Regions from separate parts of the Gossypium hirsutum genome. Here region 1 is linked to region 2. Evidence: chromatin contacts called from public Hi-C data. All regions are on one chromosome and are shown on one strand. The core of a region is the stretch at or near the end of the contact, and the rest is flanking DNA. Distances in the headings are between cores, read along the strand shown.

Evidence for each region. Hi-C and Micro-C count contacts between places; a contact is called where the count stands out from the background.
Region 1: a contact with region 2 is called in a Hi-C map of leaf, with 1.9 times the contacts expected there. The contact joins the promoter of LOC107892216 here to the enhancer-like site in region 2. A contact is called at or near these places in 6 of 34 Hi-C or Micro-C datasets (cotyledon and leaf).

What each region holds. Positions count from the first base shown.
Region 1 is chrD09:10,626,629-10,631,623 of Gossypium_hirsutum_v2.1, reverse strand. It overlaps LOC107892216 (zinc finger protein CONSTANS-LIKE 7), which reads right to left and starts at 2,519. Exons shown (of 3, transcript XM_016817233.2): 1 at 1,418-2,519. The coding sequence starts at 2,185.
Region 2 is chrD09:10,580,811-10,585,774 of Gossypium_hirsutum_v2.1, reverse strand. No RefSeq gene overlaps it. Among protein-coding and RNA genes, the nearest start is that of LOC107892218, 20 kb to the right of the region's middle. Within about 2 kb of position 1,679, at least 3 of the 9 cell types and tissues checked have an H3K27ac peak or open chromatin away from gene starts, as enhancers often do. A contact at or near this core is called in leaf, where this site is marked.

The DNA.
Region 1 (4,995 bases), core at 1,270-3,769, 45 kb before region 2:
GGGTTTGAATATTTTTTCAAGTTAGACCCTTAATTGTCCCCATAGTGGGACTTGAACATTTTTTTTCAAGTTAGTCCTTGAAAATCCTATAGTTCATGCTTTAATTTGAGAACAATTTTCAAGTTCAAGCCCTAATATGAAAACAATTGTTTAGTTCAAACCCTAATATGCGAACAATTGTTAAGTTCGAGCCCTAATGTGGAAACAATTATCAAGTTTAGAGATTAACTTAGATAAAAAAAATAAAACCCCAATGTAAGAACAATTATCAAATTTAAACTCCAATATAAAAGACAATTTTCAAATTTAGGGTTGAACTTAGATAAAAAAAAAGTTACTTCCTAAAACAGATGTAAACAAGTTTAGATATTAACTTAGATAAAAAAAAGAAGCTAAAACCCAATGTAAAAATAATTACCTAATTTAAGCTCCAATGTAAAAACAATTTTTAAATTTAGGGTTTAATTTTAAAAAAAATTCATGCCCAATATAAAAGAATTTTCCAAATTTAAATAATTTTCCCTTAATTTTATTTAAAACTTTCATTTCAACACATTCGGTGAAAAAAACAAAGGGTTAAAACAAAAAGGTGTTAGCAATCCAAAAACATTGGACCGCATTTAATTAATGAGAGAAATCTTATTATTTTTAGTGCGTAGGTATATTTCCAAAGGCTTGCTATGCTATAAAGGGTAAAAAGATTAATTTAAATTTTAAAATATTGTCACGGAAAACTATATAATATTTTTAATATCAACCAACCAACCAACCAACAAAATGTCACTAAGCTGGGCCGAAAATGAAAAATCCAGCTGGCTTAAAAGGTATACTAGGGCCCATCAAGAAAAAAGCAAAAAGTGCAAAACATAATTTTCATTAGCTACATTGAGCCTATCATCATCTCATATAGAAACAAAGCTAGCATGGGCTCAACTTCCCCCCCATATGCCACTTTCTTACACATTTTTATCAATTAACATAAAAAATATAAGATAAAATCAATTCACTATTTCTGCCATCACCTGATGTTCAATTATTATTTATCTATGTATGCAATACTCTTCCAATTTATTACCATACACCATTGATTTATTTTGACTTGTATGTTCAATTATTATTTATCTATGTATGCAATACTCTTCCAATTTATTACCATACACCATTGATTTATTTTGACTTGTACATAAATTTTTTTTAATATATATAGTTAGTGTATTAAATTCGAACTCATAAAAATATTTGTGCATAAAAAAACATTTTTTTGAAGTTGAATAAAAAAAACATCTTGAATGATTTATTTTATAAAAAGAAATCTAGTGAAGTCCAAAATTAAATATTTTTATTAATAACTCCTAACTTTTTAACATTAGAAAAAGTTAAAAGAAAAGAAATGATTGATTAGGGGCTAAGATCTTACATTGGGAGAAGGTTGATGCAAGTGAGGGACAATTTGAGGGGACTCTCCTTCAATGTAAAGGGGGCCCTTACCAGACCAAGCATTCATTATCTCCTCATAGTCAAGCTTCAAAGCCAACAACTTTTTCATCTTCTTCTTACTCCACCATGCACCGCCATCATAACCACCGTCTCCTCCGCCGCCGCTACTCACTTCTTCCATCTCTTTCTTCTCCACAACCTCAGAATAAACCACCCACTTCTCCTCACTCTCATCTCTCTCCTTCTTCCCTTTCATAGCCGCCCGTACAAGCGACAACCTCGTTCGATCTTCATAGCTATACCCCCTATACGTAAAAGAAGGCGACAAAGGACTCTCTTCCGACGTCACCGTAGTCGCAGTCGTCGTGGTCGTCGCCGTCGCCGTTTCATTCTTATAATTATCACTACCTTCGCTGTCTAAAAGACCGTTAAGTGTAACAGCATGATCACTGTCTCCCTCTGTCGTGTTGAAAAGCAAAGAAACATTATCGTACTGTGTATCACGATCTTCAACTAAATTTTCAGGGTGAAGTGGGAAAAGATTAAGCTGTTTATCTGTAATTTCTTTGTTGTTGTTATCGTTGTTGTTGGTTAATGGCATTTGGGGTAAGTTTTCTTCAAGGTGAAGAAGGCTAAGGTACTTTGGTCTCCTAGTTTTAGTTCGGGTTTTCCGAGAATGTTTCAGAGAAAAACTACGAGACTTTGGTTTTCTTTTGCTTCGCCTAGTACTGTTGTTATTGTTGCACATATTTCTGTTTGGATGGAGAGAAAATGGAAAGAAAAAAAAAAAAGAGAGAAGAGACCTTTAAAGAGGGAAAGGGAACAGAGCGGGATCTACAATATGGAAGGGAAAGAGGCTTAAGTGTCAGAAAATTACAGGGGAAAAGTGATGGTGATTGGGTTGATTGGGGGTGGCACTTTATGTACACGTGGAAGAAGATGATTGGGAAGGGGATTAGATTGTATTGTTATCTGGATTTCGTTGCTATAGATAGGGTTGGGGTTTTAGGGATACCAATTGGCCAAGACAGGAAAATGTTTGATTTTTGCTTAATAAAGAAAGATAAGATTATATTTCAATTAGGCTAAAATTCAGATACCAAGCACCTTTACTCTAAAATTCTCTTAAACCTTCCTTGACATCTATTTATTAAGCAAATTTTAAATAAAAAATAATTATTTTCATATTATTTATTTATGTATTTTATTTTTAATTACAAAAATAAATAATATTAATTAAATATTAAAATGATATAAAATTAAATATATTTAATTTCTTTCATAAAAAAATTATATCTGACTTCAATTAAAATAAGATATGTAACTTTGATATCGATTTGTGAAATTATTTTATATAAAATCAATTAATTGCGATAATGGAAAAAATAATTAAAATATCAAAGTAAAAAAATATCAAAGTTAATGTTATAATTAAATAATCAAATATTTAATATGTATTTACATAAGAAATTATTAAACAAGAAACAAAAAGTGAAAAAGATGACAAAATTAAAATATATTTATTATTGTTGACTCAAGTAGTTGTGTAGTTACTACTAAGTGTTATAAGACATGAGTTCAAATATCACTGAACAAATGTTGAGATTTCTTTGGTAGGTGGCTATGTCCATCTATATGGTCCTTTTTATCACTGCTTTCACTTTATGAATTTGCCACTTCTTGAAGCACCTGGCTATTAGAGTTGGGAGCTAAAACTCCCATTGCAGATAATATTGACCTGTTGAGGGGTTTGTCAGCTTATGACAAACAACACTTTACAAACTTTTATCGACAGAGTTGGTCTACCTCAAAAAGGCCTTAGCTTAATCACGAAGTTAACGCTCTTGGAACTTTAAGATATAAATCGTGTGTGAGTTCTCAAACAACATTCATTTTAGTTTATGTCCTACTATATGTGAACTTTGTATATATTTAATAAGGTATAGATCTGGATATATTCTAATTATCGATCAAGTTTTATAAGATTAATTCTGGTTATAATCATTCATATGTATTCTTTATAATTGTAATTGTGACGGTATGTGTAACAATCTTATTAGATAATGTTTATTAATTATATATTTTAATAATATTAATATAAATTTTAAATATTTTATAATAAATTTAAATAAAAATATTTTATTATTTAATTTGAAATAGAGTTGATGAAGTCCAAACCAGAAACATCTTACCTAAAAATCGGGCCGAGTGAGTCAGGCCGTCTTGTATTGTAGTTTAAAACTTTAAGTCCTCCTTTAGAGGGATGGGGAAACATATTAGATATAATAATTGTGAAAGTAATTTAATAATTATAAGTGAAATTAATCATAGAAACTAAAGCTTTCATGTGAAGTTCAAAAACCAGAAAAGCAAAAAATTATTACTTTTCAGTAAGTGTATGATAGTGAAGCAAAAACCAATCACCAAAGGTTAGACTAATGAAACAGGAATGTAATAAGGGCATGGAGGGGGCGACTTAATGGCAAAAAATATGGTGGAAGTCAACAGAGAAAAACCCAGTAGCCAATCAGGAAAGAAAGGCATGAGAAAGTGCAAAGTTGAGGGTCCCCTTTTTGAGAACCTTTTTAGCTTTTTGCTTACACCTTTTTGGCAGCCTCCGTGACATGCAGGCTGAACACCTCTACAAAGCTCCAATTTGGGGTTCGTCAATAATCTTTGGAAAACTCTTTCCTTACTTTTTCTATTTTATTTGAGTTTGTCAACATTCATCAAATATCTACTTTGCTTCTTACTTTAGGACTTTGGCAGTTAGGGATTGAGATATGTAAGTATCACATTATTTGTTTCGTTTAATAAATTTGATTAGTATAAATTAAATTTTGGTTTGATTTGAGTATGTTGTATTGAGTTTTGTTTACTTCCAATTTTGTAAAAATAGCAACCTTTTAAAATGATTTTTTTTTGGCAAGAAGCTTAAAAAAGTTGAAACATATGTTGTCTAGTGGTCACTATGGCTTAGCACTATTAAAAATTGTACAAACAAAAATAAAGGACACCAAAGAGTTGTTTATGCAGTTTGGTTTCTCTATGTCTACAGAGCCTAGCTCATCACTATCTTTAATCACAAATAGAATGAGTGATTCATATTCCATCACTCTCCAAGTATAGAGATCTCACATTTGTACCTAAAGACTAGAACACTCACCTCCAAATTCTTCCCTTGAAAACTTGGGCAGTAAACACTCCATGTTTACAATTTAGCTTGCATTTACTTTCAAAAGCAATTCCTCAAATGAACAGATTGAAGTGCTCTTAATAAACTCTCATACATAACCTAGACAAGTCTTATAGCATATATTTGTTTTAGCTTTCTAACATAAAGTCTAAGTGAATATAACGTAACTCATTGAAAATAGCTATTACAACATAAACATTAAAAGCATAATCAATCAAAGGTATGTTATCCAAAATTAGCAACATAACCTCGAACGGATCTTCATATTCTAATGACTTAATTTATTCACTCAAATCCAATCTAATCCAATATTCAATGGCGAATGATTGGTTTCTTGTAACACTCCAAACCCAGCCTAAACA
Region 2 (4,964 bases), core at 430-2,929:
GGAATACTCTGAGTGTTACATTGTAACACTTATAAATATTACAACTAACTTGTCACACTTGCAATCAAAGTCGCTTTTAATTCTCTATATTTTGTGCTAAGTCTCTACTCAGTGAACGAACACCGACATACGCAGTCACATCTAAGTCCTCCTTTTGAGAAATTAGATTGTAAACACAACTTGTTTACACTTTAATTGCAGTAAAAAAATATGTTCCTCGATGAATAAGTAAACGCTCTCAATATTCGATACATAAACCTATACAAACCTCTCAAATCTATAAACATTCAAGACTTGCTTACATACTAGAGATCAGCTTCAATCCCTATGTAATAGCAAGATACAATGAATTAATAAAGTTCAATATAAAGTAGAATACTTGGAAATATGTATTTAATGTAGTCCTGGTGCAATCTTCAAATTTCAAGGGATTCGATTGCTTGATTTGATCCGATCCAATCCAATTTTCAAAGATTTGTTGCTTCACGAGATGGATTTGTAAATATGGGTAGCACACGACTACAAAATCATTTAATTCATTGCCCAAGTGATTTGGTTGAAAAGATTTCCAACTCCAAATAAGACAAGTTATGTTGCTAGACGAAATGTTAGGGTGAAGTGGCCATTTTCGGCTAGCACTTTGATAGCCACTTCAAAAACACTTGCCTCCTTTATCAAGGTTGATCAGGCCTTCCATATTTAGAGCACAAAACCATCTTCACAAGGTAAGCTTTACTCCATCTTGATTTGCCCAAATCTCATCAAATCAATTGTCATATAATTATAAAAAAAATATATCATAGTCTATATATTCTTAGATTGCATATATCAATATACAAGGTAAGTAGATCGCATAAGAATCCTTTAAAAATAAACTTACTTGATTCAATCTTTTCTCAAATGGTAAACACAAGATTGGATGCAAAATCCTTAAAAAGAGAGAAGCAAATCATCAAAATATTTTGATAAAATATGCCAACAAATAAAGCAAGTTATATGTCTGGCACAATATTAACTGAAGTCAACACAATATTAATTTGGTTAAATAATTTCATTTAGTTTGTTTAATGAATAGATTTTATTTTTAATGTAATCATAAAATAAAAAGATAAAGAAAAAAGAATATTAATTGGTCAAAAATAAAAATATTAAAAATTTATTTAAAATATTAAAACTTTGTACCAATTAGTAAGGATACATCTATATAAATTGATATTAGTTGAGAGTGACCAAAACACCAAAAAAAAAATAAAAACATAAAATAAAACTTATATAATTTGATATCGGTATAGGACAGAAGCGACATATACATACGGAACGCCAAAGACATGATCTGTACGAGGCCATCCCAGCCATTAACTTTTACCCATATACTCCCAGGTTTATACGAGTGTAATTATTATATTGTTGTCCTTTTTTTATTGCAACATTATTGTTATCATATAAAACCCTCCGTAAAAGTAACCGACAGAGAAGAAGGGAAAGTGTCGGTGGAGAGTGCCCCCTTTTTGTCCTTTTCAATACAACATTGTATGATTAGATCCAGAATTCATGTTTTTCTTGTTCTAAAATTAACTGATGAAAATCATTTTAAAATAATGATGTCCAGTCTGAATCCGATTTGAGGATATGCTTTTATTTTTCATATATTACAAAATATTTATATTTAAGGTTTAGATAAGATTTATAGGGCCACTTTAAGAGCTTAGCTAATATGGACCTTGAGGTTAACAATGGCTTGGACCAAGGCTCTCTTCTGTTAAACAGGATACATAGTTTTAAAAGTATAAAAACTAAGGCTCCCTTTGTTTTACTTACAATAATTTTCGAAAAATAATTTTTAGAAAATAATTTACTTTTCTAGAAAAGTTGAGAATTTTTTGTGTTTGGATAAATCTATATAAAATATTTTTTATTGTTTGACAAATTTCTTAAAAATATTTTATAAAAATTATTTTCAATAAAACAAACTTACATTCGAGATTTTCTTATATTTTAATTGTTTAATTGAGTTTATTTTACATCTATAATTTTATATTTTACATTATTTTTGCATATATTAAAAATATTTTGTTAAATTTAGGTCCAATACAGCCATTTTTTAGTTGCATGATTACCAAATGAATTTTTATTTAAAAATGTGATATCAACAAAATTGACAAAAAAAAATTAATAATGTCAACAATTGGACTTTATTTTCAAATCTAAAAAGTAGAGGGACTAAATTCTTGAAAATAAATGTACGGGACTAAATTACAAATTTGTAAAGAGTATATAGAGACTTATGACATATTTTAACCTTTATACTTCAAAACATTTATTATTAATATATTTATAATTATAATAAATATTTATTATTTTTGGCGAATAATAAATATTTATTATTAAAATATTAATATTGAATATTTTCAATAATATGTGATGAATATTATTTAAAATTATTATTTTTAAAATTTATTATTAAATAAATTTTAAATATTTATTAAAACAATAAATTATATTAATAATTTATTATATGACTAATATAAATAATTAAATAAGTATGTTTAATAATATTGAAAAATATAATATTTTAAATATTTTAAAAATAAAAATAAATTTTATTATTAATATAATAAAATTAAGCTTGATTTAAGTTAATTTTTATATAAAAATAAAATTATCTATCTAGGAGCTCTTTACCGGAAAATGACTAACGCTTTTTAAAAGAGTAAGTCATTTTACAGGTAAAAAGGGCTTATTTTACGTTGACTTGCAAGTTATTTTTTGTCGACCAAACTGTTTTCTGTGAAACAAACACAGGAAAATGCAGAAAGTATTTCCGTAAGACTTTTTACATGTAAACAAACGGACCCTAAATTCATAATATTCACAAAGTAGAAGGACTAATAGTAGAATTCAACCATTTCGTTCATTTGTTATAAAAATGAGCATTTTACGTAAATGAGACATTAAAGAAAATGAGTAAAAAAAATCAGGGAGGTATAGTACTAGGAGTTAAATTCCATTCTACCATTTTTTTACTTAAAAAATAAGCAAATGACTCTCTATACATTAGATTAAAGGGAAATTTGGTACTTTCTATTGAAAATTTCATCCATTAATACTGTCAAAAGCTGGTGTGATTGACAAAATAACCAAACAAATACATGTGAAAATTTCATCCACATGTACCTCGTTCTGACTTAAAGAGACTAAATTTTAATAGTAGAAATGGATGAAATTTTTAACAGGAGGATCAATTTACTCTTTAATCTAATGTACATGGATTAATTTACTTATTTTTTAAGTAGAAGAGGTAAAATCCAATCTGACTCCTAAATATATAAGGGCGTCTATAGTACTTTTACCAAGAAAATACTAGGTTTTCATGTTTTAAGTTACGTGGAAAGTTAATGAAGTTTTGGCTCAAATAACAAAAGTAAGGTCTTGAGATCATGAGTGCTCATGTTTAAGTTCCACTTGTGTTAACTATTAATTTCATTTGAGTTAATTATTTAGTTCATTACTTACAATTAGTTCTAATAAAAAATATTGATATAATTATAAATTGTAACTTCAAAAAGAATTATATATGAAAAGAATAAACAATTTAGGATGTGTTTGATTCACAATTTTTTCCCATAAATGTTTGTTAGTTGATTCATATAATTTATTTTCTAATTTTTTTAAAGTATGATTTTTTTTAAAAGTAGAGAATCTCTTATGTTTAAATGATTAAAAGAAAAAAAGAAGGTTTTCGTTTGGTTATTTTCTAGAAAATTTATTTATTTTTCAGATAAAAGTATTTAATAAATATTAAAATATTAATAAATGCAATATTATTATTCCAAAAGCTTAAATGCTCATTTTTTCACTCAACGGAGCACTTTTCTCTAGCTTGATACTTGTACTTTTAATTATCCCATTTTAATACTCAAGTTTTTTCTATATCCACTATTCTAATATTTTTTTTTGTAATGTCGTAAATTGTAGATGATGTGACAAGGCACATGGTAAAATGTCATGCCATCATTTAAAAAAACCAACATTTGTATAAATTTTTAAAACATATAAAAAATCTAAAATTTCAAAAATAAATACATATAAAAATTCAAAAAATAATTAAAATTTTAGAGAACTACAAAAAGATAATGAATTTATATAAAAATAATAAAGAAAAATATTTTCAATTTTCATCCAAAAGCAAATCTTCAAATTCTTACGATTCCATGCACAATTTTTTTTCCTTCATCCAAAATCTTAAAAAACACAAAATTTACTCTTTAGGCTTTGCTTGATACGATGAAAAATGGATGGAAATTAGAGAAAAAACCTAGAAGGATAAAAAAATATTTTTTTTCCATTAACATGTTTGGTAGTTGGTAGGAAAGATGGAAATATATTTTATTTTCCTCTATTGCTTGGTAAAGTTGAAAAGGCATAATGTCAAACTTAAACCTCAATGTTTGCATATTTTATCAATGAGACCGTTGGATATAGTTGGCATGCTATAGGATTGTGAGTACTCACCTGTATGTGTTATATGATTTGGGCATTGAGGCCCTGAGGCATGTTTAGAGAGATAAGGGAATGTGAGCTAAGATCCATTCAACGATGCATTTTTGGTGTGATGGAGAATGTTAGCTATGTGCTTCATTTTTGGGGATATGTTCGACTCTAGTAGTCATTTGGCGTGTTGGAGATTCGTGTATCTGATTTGTGGTGGTAGAGCCCACTTTCATGTTTCATAACTCAAGTGCCAAATTATCTTTAAATATGATTGCATTTATTGTGATGTGTGTATGAAAGTGTATGTGATGACTATGTAAATGGACCATTAGATATGCATGATTAAGTAAAATATGACACTAATGTTGGAACTGTTGAGATTATGTTATATGGTTAATTTGATAATGCTTGATGAAATGTTTGCATGGTAGTTGTTCTAGGCATTCACTGAGCTTGTTAACCTCACTCCCTTT